Linked DNA regions of Sus scrofa: region 2 is linked to region 1. A link is a contact called in public HiChIP or PLAC-seq data. All regions are on one chromosome and are shown on one strand. Each heading gives the region's core, a stretch centred on a gene start, on an enhancer-like site or on the middle of the called end of the contact. The rest is flanking DNA. Distances are from core to core; before and after follow the strand shown. Region 1 overlaps ST7 (suppression of tumorigenicity 7). Region 2 has its middle 20 kb from the start of ST7.

Region 1 (3,804 bases), core at 785-3,284:
TAGCGATTTCCAACAGGCATTATTTATGTTAATCTAATATTTATCAGTGTCTGTGTAGAGGACTTGAAGTACAATAATTTTTAGAACATTAAATCTCTATTCAGAGAAATAATTAGATTTCCTACTATTTATTCAGTAATTAATATAGCTGTAACATAGTATGACATTTATTTCAAGATGTTTTTTGTTTTGCTACCTTTGACTTTTTAATAAGGTATTTTATTATACCATAAAACAAATATTTTTCCTTTGAAGGTAAAAATTTATGGGACAACATACATGAGAAAGGGTTTTTTTTTCTTTTTCTTTTTCTGGTTTAACATACTGGTAAATAAACACAAAGCCCTTTGCTTTTCCTTTAGTTAATGCTTTCTTAGAAGAATTTTAAGAATGAATGTGATATAATTATTATAAGTCAGCAAAAACATTAATGAACTATCAAGGTAATTAAAAAACTATTTCCCTACGTGCTTCTATCAGGGGCTTCCAGAAGAGTCTCGGAAGAATTCACTTTTTTTCTCTTTCTTTTTTTTTTTAATAACCAGTTAATTAACTTGAGAAAAATCCCAGGTGTACCCTTACTACAGTATATACTTCAGAAAAGGTGCAGACTCTAATGTGTACAGGGGTATCCTCACCGGTAGCAAGACCAAAGTATTGTGATTTTCAAGTAAAATTTCAGGTATAACCTTTTCAGCAGAAATTTAAACATAAAACAGGATAATTTTGTCATGAACTTTGCTAAATATCTCTTAACATCAACCCTTATATTGGTTGCTTTATAAGCCTGTTGTATAGCAAAATGTTTACTGCTTTCTCCATGTCTGTGCAGTCCCTGGCCTGGGCTTTTTTAGGGAAGAGCTTTCTTTAAATAACATTTGTGGTAGTTCCCATTGTGGCGCAGTGGAAATGAATCCAACTAGGAACCGTGAGGTTGCGGGTTTGATCCTTGGCCTCGCTCAGTGGGTTAGGAATCTGGTGTTGCTGTCAGCAGCACTGTAGGTCGCAGACGCAGCTTGGATCTGGAATTGCTGTGGCTGTGGCATAGGCCTGCAGCTATAGCTCTGATTGGACCCCTAGCCTAGGAACCTCCATATACCCCAGGTGCAGCCCTAAAAAGGCAAAAAGACAAAAAACAAAAAAACAACAAAAAAATTTGCTCCTCAGAGATCTGTCTTTGGGAAAAGACTTTTCTGCAACAATTGTGTGGGTTTCCGAGCAAGTAAGTGCCTTGGATTCTGCCTTATTCTCTATAGGCCCCAGTATATTGAAGAAGCTTAATGGGTACTTGATGAAACAAAACAAAGCAAAACAAAAACCAGCTTGACCTTAAAGAGAAACAAATAACTAATCACAGTCTTTTTTGTTTTGCTTTTGTTTTGGGTTTATCTCTTAAATTGACTAGCACTTAGAGGGCACACTGCCTGATTCTCTGCAGGTACTGTCCCATAAATCAGTTAAGTCTTAGAATAACCCTGTGAGGTAGAGATGCTGTTCAAATTATACTGATAAGGGACTGAGGCTCAAGGAGGAAGTTTTTGCCAAGATTGCATAGCTGGTTGGCAGTTGAACTAGGGCTTTGAGGGCCTTTGGGTTCAAGTCTGGTGTGGTACACTTGCTTCTAAGTCTTGTTCACTTTTCCTTTGGTGTTCCATCTAGTACAGGCTGTGTGCTTAGAACAGAGTGGAAGGGATTCTGCTGTAAATCCTTGTTTTCATTTCTGTGTGCCTCAGCCCAGCTAAGGTCATTCGGATCTCTACCCCAGTGTAATCCAAGTCACCGTTCTCTCTCCCCTGGAACACAGTGGTAGCCTTCTGACTGCATGCTCTTCCCTGTCATAGCAGCCAGGGATCTTTTTAAATGCAGTTTGGAACATGTCATCCTTCTGCTTAAAAGCCTTCAGTGATTTTCCATTGACCTTATTTTGGAAATATATACTTATTTTGGATTACAAGACCCAGCACATTCTGGTTCCTGCTTATCTTTCCTTCGCTTGCTTAGTGTCTGCTGATCACACAAAGTTCCTGGAACGCCTCAAGCTCTCCTGTGCCTCAAGACCTTTGTACTTGTGCTTTCCTTTGTCTGCAGTTCTTTGTCTTTCTACCTCTAGCTGATCCTTCAAGTTTCAATCCCAATGTCATTTCCTGAAGAGATACCCTCTCTAACCTCCCAACCTAAGCCCTCTTGTTTTATTTATCTATTTGAACAAGTCCTCTTACTTTTTTTCTCTCTCCAGTATTTATAATTTGCCCTTATAGTCACTTAATAATATCTAATATTTAGGGAGCTCTTTCAGTGTGTCAGCCACTGAGTACTGCCTTTCACCCTGTTTATAGATGAGGAGGTAAGGTACTTTCCCAGATTGCGGTAGACTGTGAACCATGGTTTAAATCCAGACTTCTTCCACAGACTATAAGCTTTGGGAGGGCAGGAACCATGTCAGCGTATTGTTATTTTCCCAGTGCCTTGCATATAGTAGGCCCTCAACAAATACCTACTGAACAAACAAATGTGACAATGACGTGTGTGTGTGTGTGTGTGTGTGTGTGTGTGTCTTTTTAGGGCCTCCCCCACGGCATGTGGAGGTTCCTAGGGTGAGGGTCAAATTGGAGCTGTAGTCACCAGCCTATGCCACAGCCACAGCAATGCCAGATCTGAGCCTCATCTGAGACCTACACCACAGCTCATGGTAACACCAGATCCTCAACCTGCTGAGCGAGGCCCAGATCAAACCTGCATCCTCATGGATGATAGTCAGATTTGTTTCTGCTGAGCCACAACGGGAACTCTTGAGCCATGACGGGAACTCCATGTGGCAATGACTTGTTTTTTTTTAAAACAACTTTACTGAAATATAATTCACATAGAGTAAAATCTCTGCTTTTAAAGTGTGCAATCAGTGGTGTTTGGTGTATCTAGCATTGTGCAACCATCATCACTATCTAATTTTAGAATGTTTGCATCACCCCCAAAAGAAACTCAGTACCCATTACAGTCACTTCTCATTTCTTCTCCTCCCATCCTCTGAAAACCACTAATCTACTTTATGTCTCCACGGATTTTCTTATTCTGGAAATTTCATGTAAATGGAATTATACAATATCGTCTTTTGTGACTACCTGTTTTAATTTTGTGTAATGTTTTCAAGGTCCATCCATGTAGTGTAGGAATGGACCTTCCATTCCTTTCTATTGCTGAATATTATTCTTTTTTATGGCGATACCACATTTCATTATCTATTCATCATTTGATGGGGATTTGGGTTGTTTCTAGTTTCTGGCTTTATGAATAATACTGCTATGGACATTTGACTATAGTTTTTGCAAGGACATATCTTTTCAGTTCTTATGGATATATGCCTAAGAGTGGAACTGGTGGGTCTTGTGGTAACTCTATCTTTGACATTTTGAACAATTGCCAAACTATTTTCCAGAGTGGCACAATGACTAAGATGTCAAAGACAAAACAAACAAAACTTCAAAAAACAGAGCTGGTCAAGAGTTAAATTGGTAAAAACAGATTTTATTTAGGACTATTGCAGTAGGGAGAAAGAGACCTCAGTACAGAACTGGGCCCAGCTCTGATCACAACAAGGAAAAGTGGGGGTGTATAGCCAAAGAATAGGTTGGGGGTAAGGGGACGGTTGGTAGTTAGAAAAATCACTAAGAAGGGAGGGTAATTTTTCGCTGAACTGACCTAAAGGATTCTTGCTAAAGTCTCATCAGGGTAATCAGCTATCATCTGGGGGATGATGGAGGATGAAGAATTTGGTCAGATATTTAGGGTGATCAGATATCAAGGGTG
Region 2 (4,206 bases), core at 638-3,137, 130 kb before region 1:
GTTCAGGATTTCACCTGGCTAAGCTCAAGGTGATGTCTGGGGCAGCGACCTCATCTAAAACTTGTGGTTGGCAGAATTCAGTTCCTCGTCATTTGAATTCAAGAATGAGGTGATTATGTAATTTATTACCCAAACCAGAATACTGTTGAGAGAGAAAGGGAAACTAATAATTACATTGATATCATGTGTAACCAGGTTCTATTCCAGGCAAACTGCTACGTGTGGTCACCCTGATCAACTACAGTGAGCTTTGAAAGCTGTGCAATCCCAGTTGTAGCCAAGAAGGATGACGGAAAATGAAAATCCTTCCTGGGGAGAATGGGTAAGTTCTTCCCGAAGAGCAGAATCAGGGGATGCCCCATGGACTAACCAAGGATCAAATCCTACAGACAGCGTGACGACACCTTGAAATTTCCTCAGAGTGATATTTGATAAGCAATGGCAGTATGTATTTTCCGTTTTGTTCGTTTTTTTTTTTTTTTTTTTTTTTTTTGTCTTTTTGAGGGCCACACCCGTGGCATATGGAGAGTCCCAGGCTAGGGGTCTAATTGGAGCTGTAGCTGCTGGCCTACGCCACAGCCACAGCAGCACCAGATCTGAGCCATGTTTGCAACCTACACCACAGCTCACGGCAACGCTGGATCCTTAACCCACTGAGTGAGGCCAGGAATCCAACCCACAACCTCATGGTTCCTAATCTGATTCATTTCCTCTGCGCCACGATGGGAACTCCTGTGTGTGTGTGTGTTCTATTTTTTGAATTGTAATTATTCTATTCCTGTGTCTCCATTTCACAGTGGGTATACTGGAGCAGATAACATCTTTCAGTTTATAGTTTGACTGCACTGAGCGGATGGGTATTTGGGGTGTCTGCCTTGGTGAGGGATATATTACTCTGCATGATAAGAAAGGTGCATTTGCATAGGTCATAGGGATAACATGTGGCAGAAATAGCTAGTTTCCCCCTAATAACCTTTTTTTAGTGGCTCAGCTGCTCTTGCAGGTAAAGACTACTTTTCCCAGCTTCCCTAAGAGCTATGTGACTAAATGTTGGCTAATTGGTTAAGTGAAAGTCTTGTAGGGTAACTCCTGGGAACTTCCCAACTGATCTGAGCCTCTGTACTCCCTTTTTTCCTTCTTCCTCTTCCCTGAAACTTTACTACCACCCCTTTGGGCCATTGAGTCCAAGCACACATGGTGTATAAACCCTATTTTTCACTCTTTACCATAACCAGCTTGAACCGTCTATGTAGTCTTTTACCTAACAGAGAAATAAACCCCTATCTTATTTAAGCCACTGCTGTTGTTTCTTCTTAGGTACAGTTTAACCTAATACTAAAAGGTGGAGACCTACTCCTATTCCCATCCCATCTGATATATAAGTAATAATAATAATTCCAAAGGGGCTGAAGATCTAGCCAGATCAAATGGTGAATGTTTTTGGAACTAATAGTCTTAAGTTAAAGAAAACCTTACCAAAACAAACAAACAAACAAAAAGCTCTCAGAAGTCATGAAGGGAAAGACTGCCATTTCCGATACCAAAACTTCTAACATTTTTGACCACATAAGAAACCATTACTAATGGTTACAAGTACTTTTCTCTCTCTCTGCTTTTTCCCTTTTAATTATATGTTTGGCATATTTTGTAGTCAAAAATGCTGTCACTGAGGTTTCAAAATTCTACTTGAAAGGAAAAGCAGTTTATGCTTCTGAACATGTGCTTGAGTGGGATATTTCTGAATGTTTCACCAGTGGTTAAGGCGGCAGTTCCTGAGGCAAACCAGCAGGTGTCACTGTTCTCATTTCAGGCAAATAGTTCCCAGAGATATTGAAAAGGCGGAAGTCAGGCTACCATGTGCTTTGTCAGACCACGTGGAGCACCTGGGCTTGTCATGACTTGGCTGTTACTCATCAGGATAGTGCTAGTTCTAGGAAATAAATGTTTCAGTTACCGTCTAAGGAAAGGACACTTATGATGTGGAAATGCTTAGTAATAAATTAGGGGATTGCCTACTAATGCTTGTAAAAAATTTTTTTTGAGATATTTAAGCCAGAGTACAGCCTTTCCTGTCTTTGACATCAAGGACTCACTTAAAAGTCTTAGGAAAGCATGATCCCTCTTCTCAGAAAAATGCATGTGTGTCTGTACATCCATATCTCTCTCTCTTGCTCTCTCAACATATGCATACTTCATATCATACAATTTAAGAGAGTTCATGTTCCCCATAATCTATTGTTTCCTGATCTGAGTAATGTTTCAACATATGCTATAGAAAAAAAATTTTGCAGAACCCCACCATTAGGGTTAAATTATTTTTTTAAATCTTAATTCTTTCGTTTAACACATTTTTCTCCACCTCCTCCCATTGGCAGACACTGTTTAGGTATTTGGCAAAGCAGTAGAGGGTTAGACAATAAAACTCCTTACTAGCTAGGGGAGAGAGAGGCACTAAGCAAGTAAATAAGAAAATGCCAGTTAGTGATGTGTATAAAGGAAACACTTCTGCTCCCAATGTCATCACACTAATGCAAAGCACCTAGACTGTGGAAACAACCTTTCTGGTTTTTGGCTTCTACTTTTATTTCTCTCCAATCTATTTCCTATATTGCCACAGCAGAGTGGTCTTTTTTATGATGCATATCTTGTCGTTTCCCTTCCTCACTAAAAGTCTTTAGCACCCTCTTATTAACAGGACCTCTGTCTGCCTCCTCAGGCATTGTACCACTTCTTTCTTTCCCTCCTGGCCCCTCTACACTGGCCTCCTTTCTGTTTCTGGAATGTATTCAGTGCTGTCTAACTCTGGGCCATTGTACATGCTGTTCTTTCTCCCCTGGTTCTCAGCTCACCCCCACTTCCCCTGCTTCAGCTGTCACATGGCCTCCATTTTCTCCTCAAGTCTCAGAACAAATCTCACCTCCTCAGAGACATCTTTCCCAAACAACCTAGCTAAAGTAGTCCTCCCTGCCCCTCTCCAACCAAGGCGCTTATTCCATTCATGTTACCTACAACAGTCTCGTGTTACCTTGGTCCTTTCTGTGGTGAATCAATTTGAAGGTTTTTGTTTGTTTGTTTTTTTTTGTTTTACTTTTTAGGGCTGTATCCGAGGCATATGGAGGTTCCCAGGCCAGGGGTCCAGTCGGAGCCACAGCTACCAGCCTCGCCACAGCCGTAGTCACAGCCACAGCCACGGGGATCCTAGCCGCATCTGTGACCTACACCACAGCTCAGGGCAACACTGGATCCCCGACTCACTGAACGAGACCAGGGATCAAACCTGCATCCTCATGGATACTAGTCGGATTTGTTTCCATTGAGCCACAATGGGAACTCCCAATTTGAAGTATTGATGACTTTGTTTCTTCATGTTCCTTCATCCCTCCTTCCCCAAATCTTATTCAGACCAAAAGGCACAAAGCTATAATTGCCTAAGGGGAAGGAGAGGAAATTGGGAACAAGGACAAATAAAGCCTTGAATTTTTACATTCAAAGTCTAGATCTTGAGATTGTATTGAAAGAATATTAGCTTAGGTAGGTTTTCTTCATGCTCTTGGTACCAAATAAGACCTATAAACTGTGTGCGTGTGTGTGTGTGTGTAAGATAAGGGCACATTGGTGGAGGGAGAGAGAACTCTAAATAAAACAAGAGATTTAAATGCTACGTGGAGGGTCCTGCACTCTACCTTTTTACTCTTGTACCGTTATGCTTTCAGCAGCAAGTCACCAAACAGTGCTCAAACCAGGGGTCCACACAATATGGCCTGTGGCCCAGATCCAGCCCACTGCTTTGTTGTTATACAGCTAGAATGCTAAGAAGAGTTTTTGCATTGTTAAATGGTTGGGGGGGGAAGGTAAATAGTGTATATATCAGATGCTTTCTTTGCACTTGTAAGCTTATTTAGTTATTACAGCAGCCCTATGAAGTAGATATTTTTATGCATTTTGTAGATGAGAAAACTGACATTTCTGGATGGGTTTAGTAAGTAAGATCATAGAGCTAATGGTAGTTCAATCAGTTCTTAACTTCCCCTCATGAAAAGGTATCCAGCATAATGAAGATACTCTATGAGTGGCAAAAGATGTAGACAGCATTTTCTGGCGAGTTGTGTTTCTGAAGGTAAGGGACGACTCTGCAGGCCAGTGAGACCGTGTTTCTATCAGGATGATAGGGAAGACTAACTTTAACCCCAATTAAGTGAATGTTAT

Evidence for each region. HiChIP or PLAC-seq counts read pairs in DNA pulled down with a chosen protein or histone mark.
Region 2: an H3K27ac HiChIP or PLAC-seq map of alveolar macrophages shows a contact between it and region 1. The contact joins two enhancer-like sites. A contact is called at or near these places in 2 of 2 datasets of contacts at active chromatin or transcription factors (alveolar macrophages and skeletal muscle).

Annotation. Positions count from the first base shown.
Region 1 is chr18:29,175,096-29,178,899 of Sscrofa11.1, reverse strand. The region is part of intron 1 of ST7 (suppression of tumorigenicity 7); the gene reads left to right. Among named protein-coding and RNA genes, the nearest start is that of ST7, 110 kb to the left of the region's middle. Within about 2 kb of position 2,034, at least 21 of the 83 cell types and tissues checked have an H3K27ac peak or open chromatin away from gene starts, as enhancers often do. A contact at or near this core is called in alveolar macrophages, where this site is marked.
Region 2 is chr18:29,302,787-29,306,992 of Sscrofa11.1, reverse strand. No RefSeq gene overlaps it. Among named protein-coding and RNA genes, the nearest start is that of ST7, 20 kb to the right of the region's middle. Within about 2 kb of position 1,887, at least 8 of the 83 cell types and tissues checked have an H3K27ac peak or open chromatin away from gene starts, as enhancers often do. A contact at or near this core is called in alveolar macrophages, where this site is marked.